2 separate regions of the Eptesicus fuscus genome follow, and region 2 is linked to region 1. Evidence: chromatin contacts called from public Hi-C data. All regions are on one chromosome and are shown on one strand. The core of a region is the stretch at or near the end of the contact, and the rest is flanking DNA. Distances in the headings are between cores, read along the strand shown.

What was found. A called contact is a pair of places that touch in the nucleus more often than the background predicts.
Region 2: a contact with region 1 is called in a Hi-C map of liver, with 3 times the contacts expected there. The contact joins the promoter of PSMG3 here to the promoter of EIF3B in region 1. A contact is called at or near these places in 2 of 2 Hi-C or Micro-C datasets (liver and muscle).

Annotation. Positions count from the first base shown.
Region 1 is chr6:107,640,498-107,644,314 of DD_ASM_mEF_20220401, reverse strand. EIF3B (eukaryotic translation initiation factor 3 subunit B) reads left to right here and starts at 1,760. Exons shown (of 19, transcript XM_008156055.3): 1 at 1,760-2,264. The coding sequence starts at 1,814.
Region 2 is chr6:107,912,460-107,916,091 of DD_ASM_mEF_20220401, reverse strand. PSMG3 (proteasome assembly chaperone 3) reads right to left here and starts at 2,106. Exons shown (of 3, transcript XM_028131924.2): 1 at 2,048-2,106; 2 at 1-113. The coding sequence starts at 86.

The DNA.
Region 1 (3,817 bases), core at 511-3,010:
GCAGCCTGGAGCCTGGGGCAGCTCCGTGGTCCTTTTCTCTGGAAAACTGCTCCCGTCCATATCCACCCTGGAGCTGCCCGGATGGGTGCGCTCTGGCCCCTTTACCTCCAGGTGCTGTTCCTGCTTCGGGCTCCCAGGACCCCTCGCCCTGCCCGCACCCCTTGCCTTTCCTCAAGATCACGCCCTCGTCCCCTAGAGAAGCTGCAGATGAAAGGAGAAATGAGGACTGTGACCTCCAGGACAAATTAGTTCGCCTTTCTGAAACGGGTCCACAGGCCACACACGGAATAGGGCTCCTCCTCAGGTTACAGACGGGTAAACGCAGGCACAGAGGCCAGTGGCCTGCCCCAAGCCAGAGTCACACTTGGTATCAGGCAACCCAAGGACTGGGTTCCTTTCCCTTCTCCCGCTCCATGGAGGGAAGAGATGCGAAGGGTGTTACGTTGACCATTGAGCTATTTTCACGGCGCCGGCCTGGGTGTGGGCCACACTCACACTCTAACACCCCACCATCACCTCGGGGACGTTCCGTCCCCCCAGACGGAGGCTCAGGCCCCGCTAAACACCAACCCCCGTCTCCCAGCCACACCCCCTCCACCCAGTTCCCCTCTAGGACGGTTCAAACGCTGCAGCCAGCAGTGGCCCTCACTCCTGGCCATCGCCAAGCACAAATACAAGACACAAGCTCAGCACCTGGCTCAGTGGGTGGAACGTCCTCCGTCCACCTAGAGATCGCTGCTTCCATTCGGGCCAAGGCACGTGCCCAGGTGGCGAGCTCCGCCCGCAGGAGGCAGCGGTCCATGATCCTCTCATCATTGATGTTTCCCTCTCCCTCCCCCTTCCTCTCTGAAATCAATAAAAATATCAATTTTTAAAAAAAAAGATACAAGTACAAGATACTCTTCCCCAAGGGTCCAAACCCGAGCCAGACACGTCCAGCACCTGGTCCCCTGCACCTTCCAGAGCAGCCCCGCCCTCGCGCAGGCCCCGCCCCCGCACAGGCCCCGCCCCACGCCGGGCCCGTCCACCCACGTGACCCACGCTCGCGCACGCGTCGGGGGGCGGGGCTTCCCCGCCCGCCCACCGTGACCCTCAGAATGGGGAGAGCGGGGTTCCCCACGCCGCGGGGTGCCCGGGCGTGCTCGGTGAGAGCCGCTCTCGCTTTTCAGTTGCACGGGGAAGCCGATGTGCTGGCCGGCTCGGCTCGCCGGGACTCCCTCTCCTCTTTCGGAGCCGTCCCTTCTAGTGCCCCGTCAGTAGACGAGTCTAAACACGGACACGTGAAGGGGGAGCTTAGAAACATGTGAGCGAACCTGTGTGTCCGGCGGAAGGCGCACACCCCCCAGCCAGAGCAGGGTGTTGGACTTACGGGTTTCCCTAGGATTGCTTTCCGAGTTAGGTTTTCGCCCAGCTCTGAATCCCAGGCTGACTTCTGGGACTTCCCTGCGGCGTCACAAATGGTTTAGGCCGCCGCCGCGGTGCCCGACGGGAGGAGGAGAGCGTGGCCGCCATGTTGGGCGAAACCATCCTTTCCCTTCCCCGAGGGGGGGACCTGCAGTAACAGTGAGTTTGCAGAGGGGCCCGCGGGGCTGTGGTGATGGCAGTTGGGCGCGCACTCGCAGGGGAGTCCCGTCCTGACGACGGGTAGGCACTCCGCTGCCCCCTGAGGCTCCCGGCCGCTCAGGGAGGCGTCAGGGCGTGGAGCCCCCCCCCGGGCCCTCGTGGGACGGCCCGCCGCCCGCACATGGCCCGGCCGTCGGCGCGGGGCGGCCTGGGAGAGTCGGAAGCGCGGCGAGGCGGCAGCGGCGGGCCCATGCAGGACGCGGAGAACGTGGCGGCGCCCGAGGCGGCCGAGGAGCGGGCCGAGCCCGGACAGCAGCAGCCGGCCGCCGAGCCGCCGGGGGAGGAGCCGGCGCGGCCCGAGGGGCCCGGCGCGCAGGAGGCGGCGGACGGCGAGGACGAGGAGGCGGAGGCCGGGCCAGGCCCTGAAGTGCCCGCCGAGCCCGCGGCCGACGGGGAGGAGGCGGCCGGCGCGACCCCCGGCCCGTCCCCGCCGCCGCCCGAGGAGCCCCCCGCCGCCGCCCCGGCCGAGGACGAGGCCCCGGGGGAGCAGGCCCGGGACGCGGCGGCCGAAGCCCGGTCCGATGGGGCGGGCGGGGTGCAGGGCGGTCCCGCTGAGGACGCCGGCGTGGCCGAGAATGGGGACGCGGACGAGCCCTCCTTCAGCGACCCCGAGGACTTCGTGGACGACGTGAGCGAGGAAGGTGAGGCGCCGGGGTCCCGAACGCGGGAGTCAGGGGGGCGTGGGGTCCCCACTCTCCACCCGGCGGCCCGCACGGAGGGGAGGTTCGCTGTGAGATCCCGGACTCCCTCCTTTTCCCCAGTAAGAGAGGGTGCGGGGTGGAGACAGCCCGGGGACCCGGCCATTCCCACCGCCAGGGCTCGGGAGGGTGGAGGCGGCCGGCGGCGGCCGGGGCGCAGTGAGGGTCGAGCGGCGCGGGACACCACGGGCCGCGCGGTCTCCGGGCACAGCCTCGCCTGCAGGTGGGGTGCCGAGTGTCCAGCGACACCTGTCCAAGCTGAAGCCGACTCGGCGCGGACCCCTCGCGGTGGGAGGGACGCTGTTCTCGGAACCCGCGGCGGCAGGGCCACCGCAGAGGGCTCCTCGCCGCACCGCCCCGAGCCTGCTGGGCGGCCCTGCGGCCGGGAGGCAGGCCCCGCCAGGGTGTGGGTTACCGCTGGCTCTGCCTCCTTCCTACCCGGTCCAGCCTGCGGGCCCCGCGGCTGCATCCGCCTGCGAGCCCCGCTCCTAACGTGCCTGTCGGGCTGCTCCGCGCACGGCTCGGCTTGCTTGTTCTGTTCCAGCCGTGGGAACGGCGCGGCCTGGAGCGCATCGGGGGGCTCCCTGTGCACAGTGGGGAGACGCAAACAACGCACTGAGGCGGCAGTGCTGCCCCGAGAGAGGGAGATGCTGCCGCGCCAAGATGGACTGGTGTTGACAGAAGTTTTTAGCTGTTGTGTCTGCTCACACGGAGGTGGAGACAGAATCATAAAGAACCTCAAGTAACACGGAAAAGGAGTTTAGGAAACGGACATAGAGCGGTCGACTCTAAACACGCTTAAAAGGCTTGCCTGTTGTCACTTGCTGTGTCGCACTGGACAGATAGAACATGTCCGCGTGAGAAGCAGGAAGGGCTCGTGCTGGGAGCTGGGAGGGAAATGTGTGTGACCGCCCGGCAGGTCGCTGGGAATTCGGGAATTCGCCGGGAGAAGTGCTGCGGCGACTCTGCTGCCCGGGCCGCCTGCTTTCTGCCACGCCGGTGGTAGTGCTGACTTATCGGTGCTCAATTGAGCTTTTGATCCGTTATAAATCGTGTCGATTTCAGGGCCTATTTTGAGCCCTTCGGTACTTACTCCAAGTCAAAGCACTTTTGGAGCACACCTAATTCACACGATACTTTAACATGTGAGTTATTTCCAGAATTGTGATGTGACGCGGGGATGTGACCTGAGCACAAGGCTAGGTGACGGCTGGGCAGGCCTTTTGGAGCGCAGGGCATGGTGGGTTGTAGCCAGCGTGACCTGGGAGCCAGCACTGAGCGAGCCTCCCTTTTCTGAAGGCCCCTGGTTGTGGTCGGTTGCTCGTGTGTGTTTTGTACTTTGTGGAAGACCTGTCCTGTCTGTGGGGAGCAGAGAGGGACACCTGGGTGCCCCTTCTCTGGGAAATGCAGTCCTTGCCCCTCAGGCTGGGACTGCACAGCTGCGTCTTCTCGCCAGTCGCCCTGTAGCGTCAGTTCTCTGCTGCTGGCGGGCTCAG
Region 2 (3,632 bases), core at 857-3,356, 270 kb before region 1:
CTGAAGGCCGTGCAGACCACCTGGGTGGGCACCCCACACACCACTTCCGTCTTCTGTTTGGACGTCACCAAGGGCTTGCCCTCCATGGCTGGCTCCCTGCAGTGGCGCCTTGGCTGACATGAGACAGGAAGGGAAGAACAGAGACGGCGGCGTGGGTAAAGGGCGGTACCTGCCGCCTCCCACGACCACATCAAGATTACAGCTAAAGCACAGAACAGCCCTCGTCCGGAACCCCCTGAAAGCCGGAATGGAAGTCCCACAACTAGAGACGTGCAGAAGAGCGTGCAGGAGGGTGGAGGTGCGGGATGGGCTGGTCCGACACCCACATGGGCCGTTTTTTCAATCGGAAGGGATATCTTGGCTGCAGAGGCCGCCCGTGAGGGGCACGGGGTCCCAGCCCACACCAGCCCCAGCCCGGGTCCCACGGCCGGAAGAGAAGTCCCTGTAACCACGGGCTGTAGGCACCAGCGGGGACTGGCGCTCCGTGACATGGAGACTGCTGGAGACCCAGGCATTCCATTTAAGGGGCCGGCGCACTATCTTACTCCTACTCCCAGCACCGGGCGGCTTTGGGGGACCCCGACGCAAACGGGGAGGAACTGGACTGTCTAGCATTGGGCAGGACTTCAGGGGTGGCTTCCTCCTGGGGGTGCTCACAGGGGTCATTGTTCCTGTGCTGGGACCTCCCCTGCTGTGGGGCTGACTGGCACCCGTATCTGTCTCCACCAGCCTGGCCCACACAGTTGGCTCCGTCCTGGCGATTCCCTGAGACCCCACCCAGGCGGTGTGCTGCAGCTTTCCATACGAATGGCCTGTCCCGGCTCAGGCTTCAGACTCGGCTAAAATCTCTCCAACGAGCTGCAGCTGGTGACAGCGTGCCCCAAGCCTGTCAATAGAAGGCCCCCGACCGGCTCCAGCGCCAGCCGGCCTTGCTTCACAGCTGGGCCCCACCTGGGCACCTCGAAGCCCAGACAAGATCGAAGCTCTCTCCGTAGCTCCTGCCAGGGGGCCCCAGCGGGTGGCCGACCTTGCACCCAGTGGACAGCTTCAGGCCACAGCAGATGACAACTCTACACACCCGTGAGCCACACACTCAAGGGGCAGACTCAGTGAGCCCCAAAGCAGCTCTCCCACTGCAGTCACAGCTGGTCCTTGCAGCCACTTGGCCTGGAGGTCAGTCCTCCCAGGTCGCCAACAGCAATCAAGGCTCAACCACAAGACTGTGCACACAGCCCACAGGGGGGCGCACCTAGAGCTCCCAGCTCAGGCGACGGGAGGCTGAGCCACTGGGCCCTATGGGGCACCTACCACACAGGCCACTCTGCCGGCTGCAGGAGACACAGCAGCTCTAACCAACACAGAGAGGGGCGGGGCGTGGGGGCGGGAAGAGATTAACCGAAGATCCTCCCTATGGACAGACAGTAGGTGGTGGTGGGGGGGGTGATGGGGGGAGAAGGAAGGCACATCTGTAATACTCTCAACAATAAAGATTTAAAGATAAAACAAACACGTGCCTGTTAAAAAGAAGAGAGAATTGTTCCCAGAAACACACACACACACACCCCACAGGAAGGAACGGAGGGAGGCTTGGAGACAGGGAGGAACAGGAGCAAGGCCGTCAGGGTCAGAGCCGCCTCGGGCTCCCTAGCGAGCATCGCGGGGCAGCAGAGCCGGGACGCAGGTGGCCCACGCGGGCCTCCCCGGGCCCCCGATTCGGTGACCAGCACACACGTGGTCACCGACAGGCCGGCAAGAAGGGGGATGTCCGCCCGCGCTCCCGTCTCTAGAAGCGGCGAGGGGCCTCATTCGCTCCCCGAGCCGCACCTCCACGCGCGGCCGGCCGCTCCGCTCCGCACCCCGGGCGGCCCACCCAGCGGACGGCCTTCCGCGCCGCCACCGCCGCTGGCAGGTGAGCAAGCCGGGCCCGCCGCCCCGGGTCCGCCCACGGAGGCTTCGCTCCTGCGCTTGGGGACGCGACCCGCCAGGCCGGGCGCAGACCCCGCAGGCAGACCACGGGGACGCCCACCGCCAACCCGCCCACACTCACCTCGCTCACCGCGCCCGGAAGTGACGCAAGGCGACGCGGACCTGCCCCCTAGGCCCTGCCCCCTAGGCCCCGCCCCGCTGCACTTCCGGAAGTGCAGCCTGCAGGGCTTCCGGTCCCCTGGCCGGGGCTTCCGGTCCCCCGGCCGGGGCTTCCGGCCTGTGAGTAGCTGGGGGTGAACAGCTGGGTTCCGGCTCCCGGGAAACGCCCGGCTGGACGCCGGTGAGCGCGGTGCCGGGCCCTGGGGGAGAGGGGAGAGTATGTGCTGCTGATTCAAAGGTGTGTTGACCCAGACGCACGAGAACAGAGGACGGGGCTGCTGTAGGCACGGACCAGCCTTTTACTGAAGCCAGAGGCCCGGGCGCGGCTGCCCTCCGGCACCTGCCCGGCTGGGAACTCAAGACCAGTCGCCCCCCAGAGCCCCTTTGTGTGCGGGACTGTGACCCGGGCCTCACAGCACCGGCCCAGCCCCCCCGCAGCCCGGGCCGCCGGGACAGTGGGGCGATCACTAAGAGGAAACATCCGGGGTGAGGGGGTTCTTGCTAAAATCGGAAAATGCAGAAACAACACTGAAGTGGAGGCCTCGTTGAACTGGAGTAGGGAGCCTGCGAGGGGTGTGGCCCAGGAGAGAACCTTGGTCAGAGCCCTTTAGCCCCCTAGCTGGGCGGGGTCTGTGGGCGCCCCCCCCCCCCCGCCCCAAGCCCATCTGGGGAGCCTTTCACACCCAAGGAGCAGAAGAACAGCTAACGTTTATGTGGCCCTTAGTGTGTGCCAGGCAGTGCTGTAAGTGCTTTATTTAGTAACTCATTCAATCTTAACCCCGCCGAGTAGAAACATTTCACAGAGCTGACAAGGGCTGGATCTGGGCTTCAAACCTCCACCTCCCTCCTTTAAAAAAAAATACATTTTATTGATTTTTTACAGAGAGGAAGGGAGAGGGATAGAGAGTTACAAACACCGATGAGAGAGAAACATCGATCAGCTGCCTCCTGCACACCCCCTACAGGGGATGTGCCTGCAACCAAGGTTCATGCCCTTGACCAGAATCGAACCTGGGACCCTTCAGTCCACAGGCTGATGCTCTATCCACTGAGCCAAACCTGTCAGGGCTCCCTCCTTTTTCATAGTTGGGTGGAAAACCCCTCTCCCTGCTCTTCAGCCTCCCTCCACAAGGCACCTGGCCAGGAGATGGGACTGTCCGGCTGAGCTGTCTCAGTCCAGGACAAGGGAGTGGAAGGGGATTGGATGGGATGCACCTGGCGCCTTAAGCAGGAGACCTACATCCAGCTAATGCTCCTCCCACCTGCCCTCCCCACCTGCCCTCCCCACCTGCCCTCCCCGTTCCTCCTCCTCCCGCAGGGTCGGTGTTTGGGTGGTTATGATTCCACCTGGACCCACTTGCTGCCAGCGCACCGTTCTCCTCCTCTGCCTCTGCTGTCCCGTCACTCTCCTGCCACGTCCTAGGCATGATTGGTGGTGCAGGAGGGAGGACATCTGTCCGGGCGAGGGGCGGGCAGGGGGCAGTCTGGCCTTCCTGGTGGCATCTCTGTCAGCTCCCTGTGTCCTTGGTGGACCTGGTAGCCGGGTT